2 separate regions of the Sus scrofa genome follow, and region 2 is linked to region 1. The links are chromatin contacts, called in public HiChIP or PLAC-seq maps. All regions are on one chromosome and are shown on one strand. The core of a region is the stretch at or near the end of the contact, and the rest is flanking DNA. Distances in the headings are between cores, read along the strand shown. Region 1 has its middle 14 kb from the start of FRY. Region 2 holds the start of LOC106507937.

What was found. HiChIP or PLAC-seq counts read pairs in DNA pulled down with a chosen protein or histone mark.
Region 2: an H3K27ac HiChIP or PLAC-seq map of alveolar macrophages shows a contact between it and region 1. The contact joins the promoter of LOC106507937 here to the enhancer-like site in region 1. A contact is called at or near these places in 6 of 47 Hi-C or Micro-C datasets (blood, embryonic fibroblasts, heart right ventricle and 3 more) and 1 of 2 datasets of contacts at active chromatin or transcription factors (alveolar macrophages).

Annotation. Positions count from the first base shown.
Region 1 is chr11:8,502,538-8,506,148 of Sscrofa11.1, forward strand. No RefSeq gene overlaps it. Among named protein-coding and RNA genes, the nearest start is that of FRY, 14 kb to the right of the region's middle. Within about 2 kb of position 1,939, at least 11 of the 83 cell types and tissues checked have an H3K27ac peak or open chromatin away from gene starts, as enhancers often do. A contact at or near this core is called in alveolar macrophages and subcutaneous adipose tissue, where this site is marked.
Region 2 is chr11:8,641,848-8,645,903 of Sscrofa11.1, forward strand. It overlaps LOC106507937, which reads right to left and starts at 2,476. Exons shown (of 3, transcript XR_002336484.1): 1 at 2,018-2,476; 2 at 672-1,480. All of the region lies in intron 17 of FRY (protein furry homolog), which reads left to right.

The sequences.
Region 1 (3,611 bases), core at 689-3,188:
AAGGGAGGAGGGCGAGGTGGCCAGAGAATCGGGGCGGGGGGGCGGGGGAGGACTGGAGATGAGGCGGGGCCAACCTGCAAGACCAGGAGAGTTTGAGAAGGAGGGAGGGGGTCAGGGCAGCAGATGCTGCTGAGATGCCATTTAAATAAAAGACGGAGGAGTTCCCGTCGTGGCGCAGTGGTTAACGAATCTGACTACGAACCATGAGGTTGCGGGTTCAGTCCCTGCCCTTGCTCAGTGGGTTAAGGATCCAGCGTTGCCGTGAGCTGTGGTGTAGGTTGCAGACGCGGCTCGGATCCCGCATTGCTGTGGCTCTGGTGTAGGCCGGTGGCTACAGCTCCGATTCGACCCCTAGCCTGGGAACCTCCATATGCCGCGGGAGCGGCCCAAGAAATAGCAAAAAGACCAAAATAAATAAATAAATAAATAAATAAAAGACGGAGAAGTGCCCATGGGCTCCTTGGAGGCTCCTGGCACCTCAGTGGGAGAGCGGCAGAAGACAGCCTGGAACTGGCCGAAGGGGAGGCAGGAGGCGGAGGGGGGAGAGGAGTGAGGGCAGCTGGGCTGAGACGGGGAGCAACGATGCTAAGGTAGAAAATGGTAGGAAATGTGGGCTCAAAAGGAGGGTTTTTGTACTGTCTGTGGTTTGCTTGTTAGAGGAAAGTCATTCAACATTTGAATAAAGACAGGAGGGAGCTCCCACTGTGGCTCAGTAGGTTATAAACCTGACTACTACCCATGAGGATGCGGGTTCCATCCCTGGCCTCGCTCAGTGGATGAAGGATCCCGTGTTGCTGTGTCTGTGACGTAGGCCAGCAGCGGCAGCTCCCATTTGACCCCCTAGCCTAGGAACTTCCTAAAAGAAAAAGAAAAAAAGAAGAAAATGGGAAAGGCTTCACAGAAAGAAAAAGGCTGAGAGAGCAGGGGAGTGAGGGCCCAGCAGCAAGGCGAGAAGGGGTCAGAAGAGGCAGTTCCTCCATCTAACAGGAGACGGGGGCTTTGGGGATTTGGTGGCAGAAAAACAGGAGCAAAGTCATCCCCGAGAAGGGGGCGGCAGGAAGCAAGAAAGGCCAGCTGCAGAAAGGGGAGCCCCGCTTCCCTGGCTCTCGAACCCACGGGCAGGACTTTCTTTTCTGCCGATCCCCTATCCACCCATCCCGTTCTCAAGAGTATTTAGAGTGTCTGGCTTTCATTTCCTGTGGTTTTCTGAAGCCAAATGACACCACTTTGAGACATTTCCTTACAAATCTTGAATATTCTGCCATGGGAAACGTGCCTTTTGCCCTGGTAAGTTTTCTTCCCAGTTTTGTTTCGAATTCATTTCACGACCCTCCTTCCTCCACGTTCTTATTTGACCCTTTGAGCTGCCGATAGCCTTCGGCCTTGTTGTTTGAAAAGCCCACAATTGCGTGTCTGTCTTTTCTGGTGGTTTTTGTAACTACATCTCACAGTTCCGTGGCCTTCCATTCCAGTTTTATAGAACACTTTGTGAAGGTGGACTCTTTCATGCAAACCCACTGGCAAAAATACCCCAATACTTTGCCTTGTGTATTTTGCCCCCCGCCCCCAATGATTAAGAACTTCCAGCCAACATTTGTGGCAGTGACTCAAATGTCTGCTAGATCTTGCCTTTCCTCTTCCTGTCCTGTTAGATCAGGTCCTGCTGCTTTCACCTCTGGGCTTCGCATTTGTGTAGTTCTTGCTCTGGGTCCTGTACTCATACTCTCCAGATCCATCTCTTTGCTCCAGACAGCCAGCCTCTTAATTTTTCTTGCAATGGCAATCTGAAGCAGGGGAGCCCCCTCAGAGGTCCAGCTCATCTCGTTGGGGTTCACAAGTCCATCCCAAATAGCTTTAGCAACGATGAAGGCTGGGGAAGGGAACGCACCCTTGGTGAGCCTTTCCCTGCTACGGGCATTCTCTATGCTCCAGGAACCCTTAGAGTAAACCTGGTGTGCTGGTCCCAGTTCACAGACAAATCTCAGATTCAGTGACTTCTTGAGAACTATTTCAGGGCCAGGACTGGAAAGAGTCCTTCTTCCCTGTCTAAAGCTCAAGAGGGCTGAAGGTTATCGCTGTGCATCTCTGGGCACTGGTGAAGTAGAGGCCTCAGTTAAGGGCTTGGGTCTTCACTTGCTTCAAACATTGAACCCCCTGCAATGTATCCTCAATTCCAGACAGACATCGCCTTCACCACTAGGTGGCGATGTAGCAGCACCACCAGTGATCACCATGCAAGTAGAAAAATAGACCCAAGAACAAGCCTTTTGGAGCTAGGGCATTCCAATTCCCCCCCCCCCTTTAAATAATTTCTTGAAACAACGTTAGTATTACATAAAGTTAGTCATTTTAAAGTGACATTCACAATGGCGTGCAACCATCACCTCCATCTAGTTCCAAAACATTCCCATTGCTCCAGAGTAAAATCCTTAACCATTAAGGGAGTAAAATCTCCCCACTCTGGCAACAGCCGATCTGCATCTTGTATTTTTATGGATTTACATATTCTGATGTTTCTTAAAAAGAGAGTCATACTGGAGTTCCCATCGTGGCGCAGTGGTTAACGAATCCGACTAGGAACCATGAGGTTGTGGGTTCGATCCTTGGCCTTGCTCAGTGGGTTAGGATCTGGCGTTGCCGTGAGCTGTGGTGTAGGTTGCAGACGCGGCTCGGATCCCGCGTTGCTGTGGCTCTGGTGTAGGCCAGTGGCTACGGCTCCGATTAGACCCCTAGCCTGGGAATCTCCATATGCCGCAGGAGCAGCCTAAGAAATAGCAAAAAGACAAAAAAAAAAGAGAGAGTCATACAATATGGGACCTTTATGTCTGGCTTCCTTCTCTTAGTATAGGCTTATCCATGTAGCGTGTCTCTGTACTTCAGTTCTTTTTATGGCTGGATAATATTCCAGTGTATGAATAGACCATAATTTGTTCATTCCTTCAACCATTGATGGACATTTGAGCTGTGCCATCTTTTGGCTGTTGGGAGTAGTGCTTCTATGAACATGGATGTACATACCTTTGTTTGAGTTCCTGTTTTCAGTTCTTTGTGGGTGTATACATAAAGTGGGTCATTTGGTAATTCTGTGTTTAACTTTTGGAGGATCTGTTAAATGTTTCCACAGCAGCTGAGCCCATTTGCAGTCTCACCAGCAGGGTATAGGATTTTCACATTTTTTTTGACTGTTGACGCACAATGAGAAAAATACTTTACATTGCAACACATTATTCACGTATGTATGTATTTGTGTAACATATATGTCTACATCGTATCTGTTTATATATTTACATAAAACAGAAGTTTGATGAGACAGCGCTCAGCCTTAATACGGCACAGTATACTCGGATGCAACCTTCCTGTTCTATTTTATTAGTTTTGATCCACCAAATGCGTTCCACAACACAGAGCCAAACGAAATCTTAAAAATTAAATTAGCTCTTAAGATCAAAGTCCTATTTTAAGTGTAAATAATCTAACATAACTCCTCTCCCCTTGTTTACTCAAAGAATTTAGGCTGTCCTTCATAAGCTTATGGATACACAAGTTTGGGGGGGGAGCTAATTTGAACGCACAACGATGGCATTTTGTACGGTGTAGTCTCAAACATGGAC
Region 2 (4,056 bases), core at 1,226-3,725, 140 kb after region 1:
GAAGAACAAAACGCCATCCTTGATTTTCAAAAAAAGCAAGAAAAAAGAGTTTAGAAACCCAGTGATAAAAAGAAATGGGAGTAAGACTAGAGAGAGAGATTTTTCAACTCCCCTTTTCTATTAGCTGAGGCATTTGGACGGCTGGAGTTTTTACGCAGGAGAAAACCATGATAAAAAAGGGCAATTGGGGCTGGTTAATCTGCTAACGGTGGGACAGAGGAAAGGCCAAAGAAGGATAACGGGTATAAATGCTGCCTGGGCGAAAGATGCATGAGGCCGAGCCTCGCTTACTGATACTCTGTAGTCTTGGGAGAGGACCGTCTCATCAACATCCAAAAAATGGCCCAAGCCCTGCCGATCACCCGGTGGCCTCCGGTGGCTCTGAGTGTCCCCATGGGGAGCGCTGTGTCCCAGTGATTGTGGTCCTGATGTGTCCCGCTCTGCACAGCCCGTCTGGACGCCTGTGTTGATCACTTCTGGCCGTCTGTTAATAGCTTTATAGCCACTGTCCAGCCCCACCCGCTTCACTGCTTTCCTTCTTCCCGTGGGCACTAGCCCAGGATGGTGCTGGCTCGTGAGCTTTACGGAACATGCCCTGCTTGCATAACCACTGTGTCAAGCCTTGCCGTTCTCCAGCCACAGCCGTCTACCCTTCCGCCGACGTGTGTTACCTGTAACCTGCCATCTGTTCTTTGCTCTAAGCAGCCACCTCCAGGCCACGGGTCCTTCTTTCTTCTGTTGCATGTCTAGGACATACTGTAAGAAGAAGATAAACTGAAAACAGATTGCATCCTAGGCGTTTGCTGAGGCCCAGCCACCAGAACGTGAGCCTGGAGCGCCTTCATCAGAAATAGGGGCGCAGTGAGCAAAGAGGGAACACAGGCCTGGATCACAAAGGGGCTTCCAGGGCCGGGGGAGGAGAAGATTGACGGAGGAGCAGCAGGTGGATTCCCCGTGGATAATAAACATGGTGATTTGGGAGGCGGGAAGCAGAGGCATAGAGAGATTGAGACGCTATCAAGCATCATCCACGCCAACACGGAGTCTCCCAGGATGATGGCGAAGTCATGGGAGAAATGTGGAGAATGAGGAAGAGCCATGAGACGAGCGCCAGGATTACCCAGAGATGGGAAGGAGCAGCCATGGGCAGCAGCGGGAGGGTGGGACCACAGGCGGGTCCCAGAGGGGGTGCCTGGTGAACGGGTTGGCTGTGGCAGTGAGCACTGCGGGGCCGAAGACCCACCATCCGAGAAGGGGAGGCGCCGGCAGAGTTGCGGAGGAGGTGCCCCCCCCCCCCCGCCGTGGGAGTAAATCCCAAATTTTGCTTCCCTGCTTTGCCATTTTCCTGGCCATGTGATCTTGACACGTCATGTAATTCCTCAGCCTGTCTTCTTCTCTTGGTGAAGCTGGAATAGTACTGCCTGTTTCTTGAGCTGGTTGCCAGGGCTAAAGTGGCAGTAGACACAGCCCTTGGGTTAATCTGAGGGAAAATGTGACAGCAGGGAAAGACGGTCATGGGTTAAACTGAAGAGGAAGGAAAGGTCACTTATTTCCTTGACGTTCTCATTGGCTGGCGATGATTCTGTAACTAAACGCTTTGAAATGCTAAGTGTTTTGAAGGTCATGCAGCCTTCTGCTCGGGTCTCTAATGCTCTCTGGCTGTGAATCTATCAGGGGACCATTAATTGAAGCCACCCCCCTTGGCCATACACAGTATAGCCGCTTGCATGCGTTGTCTCAAAACAGGAGGCCCTGGTAGCGAACCTGATGCTGCCCTGAAGACTCACCTGGAGAATTGGGGAGGGGGCAATAGGAGGGAGGAGATAACCAACCTTCCAGAATCTTCGGTGCTGGAATCCATCTTGGCGGAGCGATGCCCACACCACCAAGAAGGACCCTGGGCCAGACCAAGTATGGGCTGAGCAGGCCAGTTGGCCAGAGACAGAAACTAACCCCATTTGCATCCACCCTGAGACCGAGAGGCCCCTGGCAGAGCGGTCCTCCTGGGCCCCCTCACCCGCTGCTCTCTGCCTGGGCGCTCCTTCCCAATCAAGTCTCTCCCGTGGTGGGCACAGTTCATCTCCGAGTGTGAGACAAGAGCCCCCTTCCTGCAGCAGATCCCCGTGGGAGATGCAGACCTCTGCAGCGGCCCCGACAGCCTCATCCAGCGGCGCCTGGATCTGCAGCCCGGGGTGCCCGGCGGTGGGGAGGGCATTCGGTCAGACGTGATTGGAATGGCAGCGCTATTTATAGCGTGTCGTGTTCCATATCACGTACATTCTCACAAAGCCCCCAGCGCTGGGGACCGGTTTTATGAGGGGGAAGGACAAATAAATAATCCTGAGAGTTGGAGTCTCAGGGCACAGTCAAGAAGATGACTGGCCTTATATGGGAAGCCTGTGAAGAGGCCTTTTTCCCAAGCATCTGAAGCAGCCAGAGGCCCTTCTCCTGGCGGGATCACTGGCCGAGCTGGCCCTCGCACAGGGCTGTTAACCCTGGGAGCCTGAGCCCCTTCCGATCTCAAGGGTGGAGGACAAAAGCGCAGAAATCGAATAGCCATGAATGTGGGTTTCACGTCTTGAGTCGCTTTACTCCCCCGAGGCCAGTCACATGTGGATGCAGTTGCCACCACACCCTGGAGACAGGAGAGCTTCTATGTCAGACTCTTCCCGGCCACATCCACGGTACATTGTTACTGGAGAAGAAACTTCGTTTTCTTCATCATTGACAAAATGAGATCAAAGTTGGTGTGGGTTCCCCGTCCGTCACAGCTCAGTTTCCTGAATAAAAAGTTTCTTTTTAAAAAAAATTTTATTATACTGGATTTACAGTGTTCTGTCAATTGCTGCTGTATAACAAAGGGACCCGGTTATATCTATATTATGTATGTGTGTGTGTGTGTGTGTGTGTGTGTGTATACGTACAGATATATATACACCCATTCTTTTTTTCACATCATCCTCCCCCATGTTCCTTCACAAGTGAGTGGATACAGCTCCCTGTGCTCGACAGCAGGATCTCATAGCTTATCCGCTCCAATTGCAATAGTTTGCATCTGCTAACCCCAGACTCCCAGTCCATCCCTCTCCCTCCGCCTCCCCCCTTTTTTTCCTGAATAAGGAATTTCAAGGATTGGTCCCAGGCGACGGCCCCCAGCCAGTTCAGGGATTGGCTGAATCCCCTTAGGCTTGTATTAGTAAGTTGAACATAACAGTGGTTCACAGAACAAAAGAAGAAGGAGGGCTCCCTTCTCTTCTCGGCTCCTGCCATCTTTTTTTCCTCTCTCCCAAATGCTTCCTGCGCTATCCTTGACCACAGGAAGGACCTTCTCCCCCGACAGGCTCCTGCCCTCTCCTGTACAGGCACAAAGCATTGGCGGTTCCCTATGAACCCTCCTTCCGAAAATTTGTCGTAGGGTTGTGCAAATTAAACATTGCACATAAATCACTTAGCAAAGTGCCTAGAACACAGTAAGCTCTCAGCAAATGTTCGTTATTATTTTTAGGCGTCTTTAAATTTGAATCGCATATTATGCCATGAGGTACAATGCCTTTGCATAGACATCGTGTTAGGAAAGCTGGGCACGTATTCATTCCTATTTTCAGACTAGGCGATTGAACTTCAGAAGAGCAAAGTCAGTTGCCCGAATTTACAGATTTTTTCCTGAAGCCAAATGGAAGTGACAGATGTCATCAGGTTTATGCAAAATGGCAGATGAACACATTTCATGCAGTGTTTCTTTACAAATTGTGGAACTCTCTGAGGTAACACATGCAAAGCTCCACAGTTGTCTGTGGTGTTTGAATAATATTTATCACTTACCATTGAGCATTCATTCGTCAGCCTACATCTGCAGAGTGGAGGGCAGCTGGCTGTGTAGAGCAGCCGAGTGAGAACCATAGACTCGACTCAGCTGCGTATCTTGCTTTAATAAACCACGTCATCTTATTTCTTTAACTGAGCTGCAACTCAAAACCCTGTAAGTAGGTGGAAACTCCGTCTTGAATACCTACAGAGAAGAAATTTCTACCCCTTCTGGTGATCATTCCCGAAGCT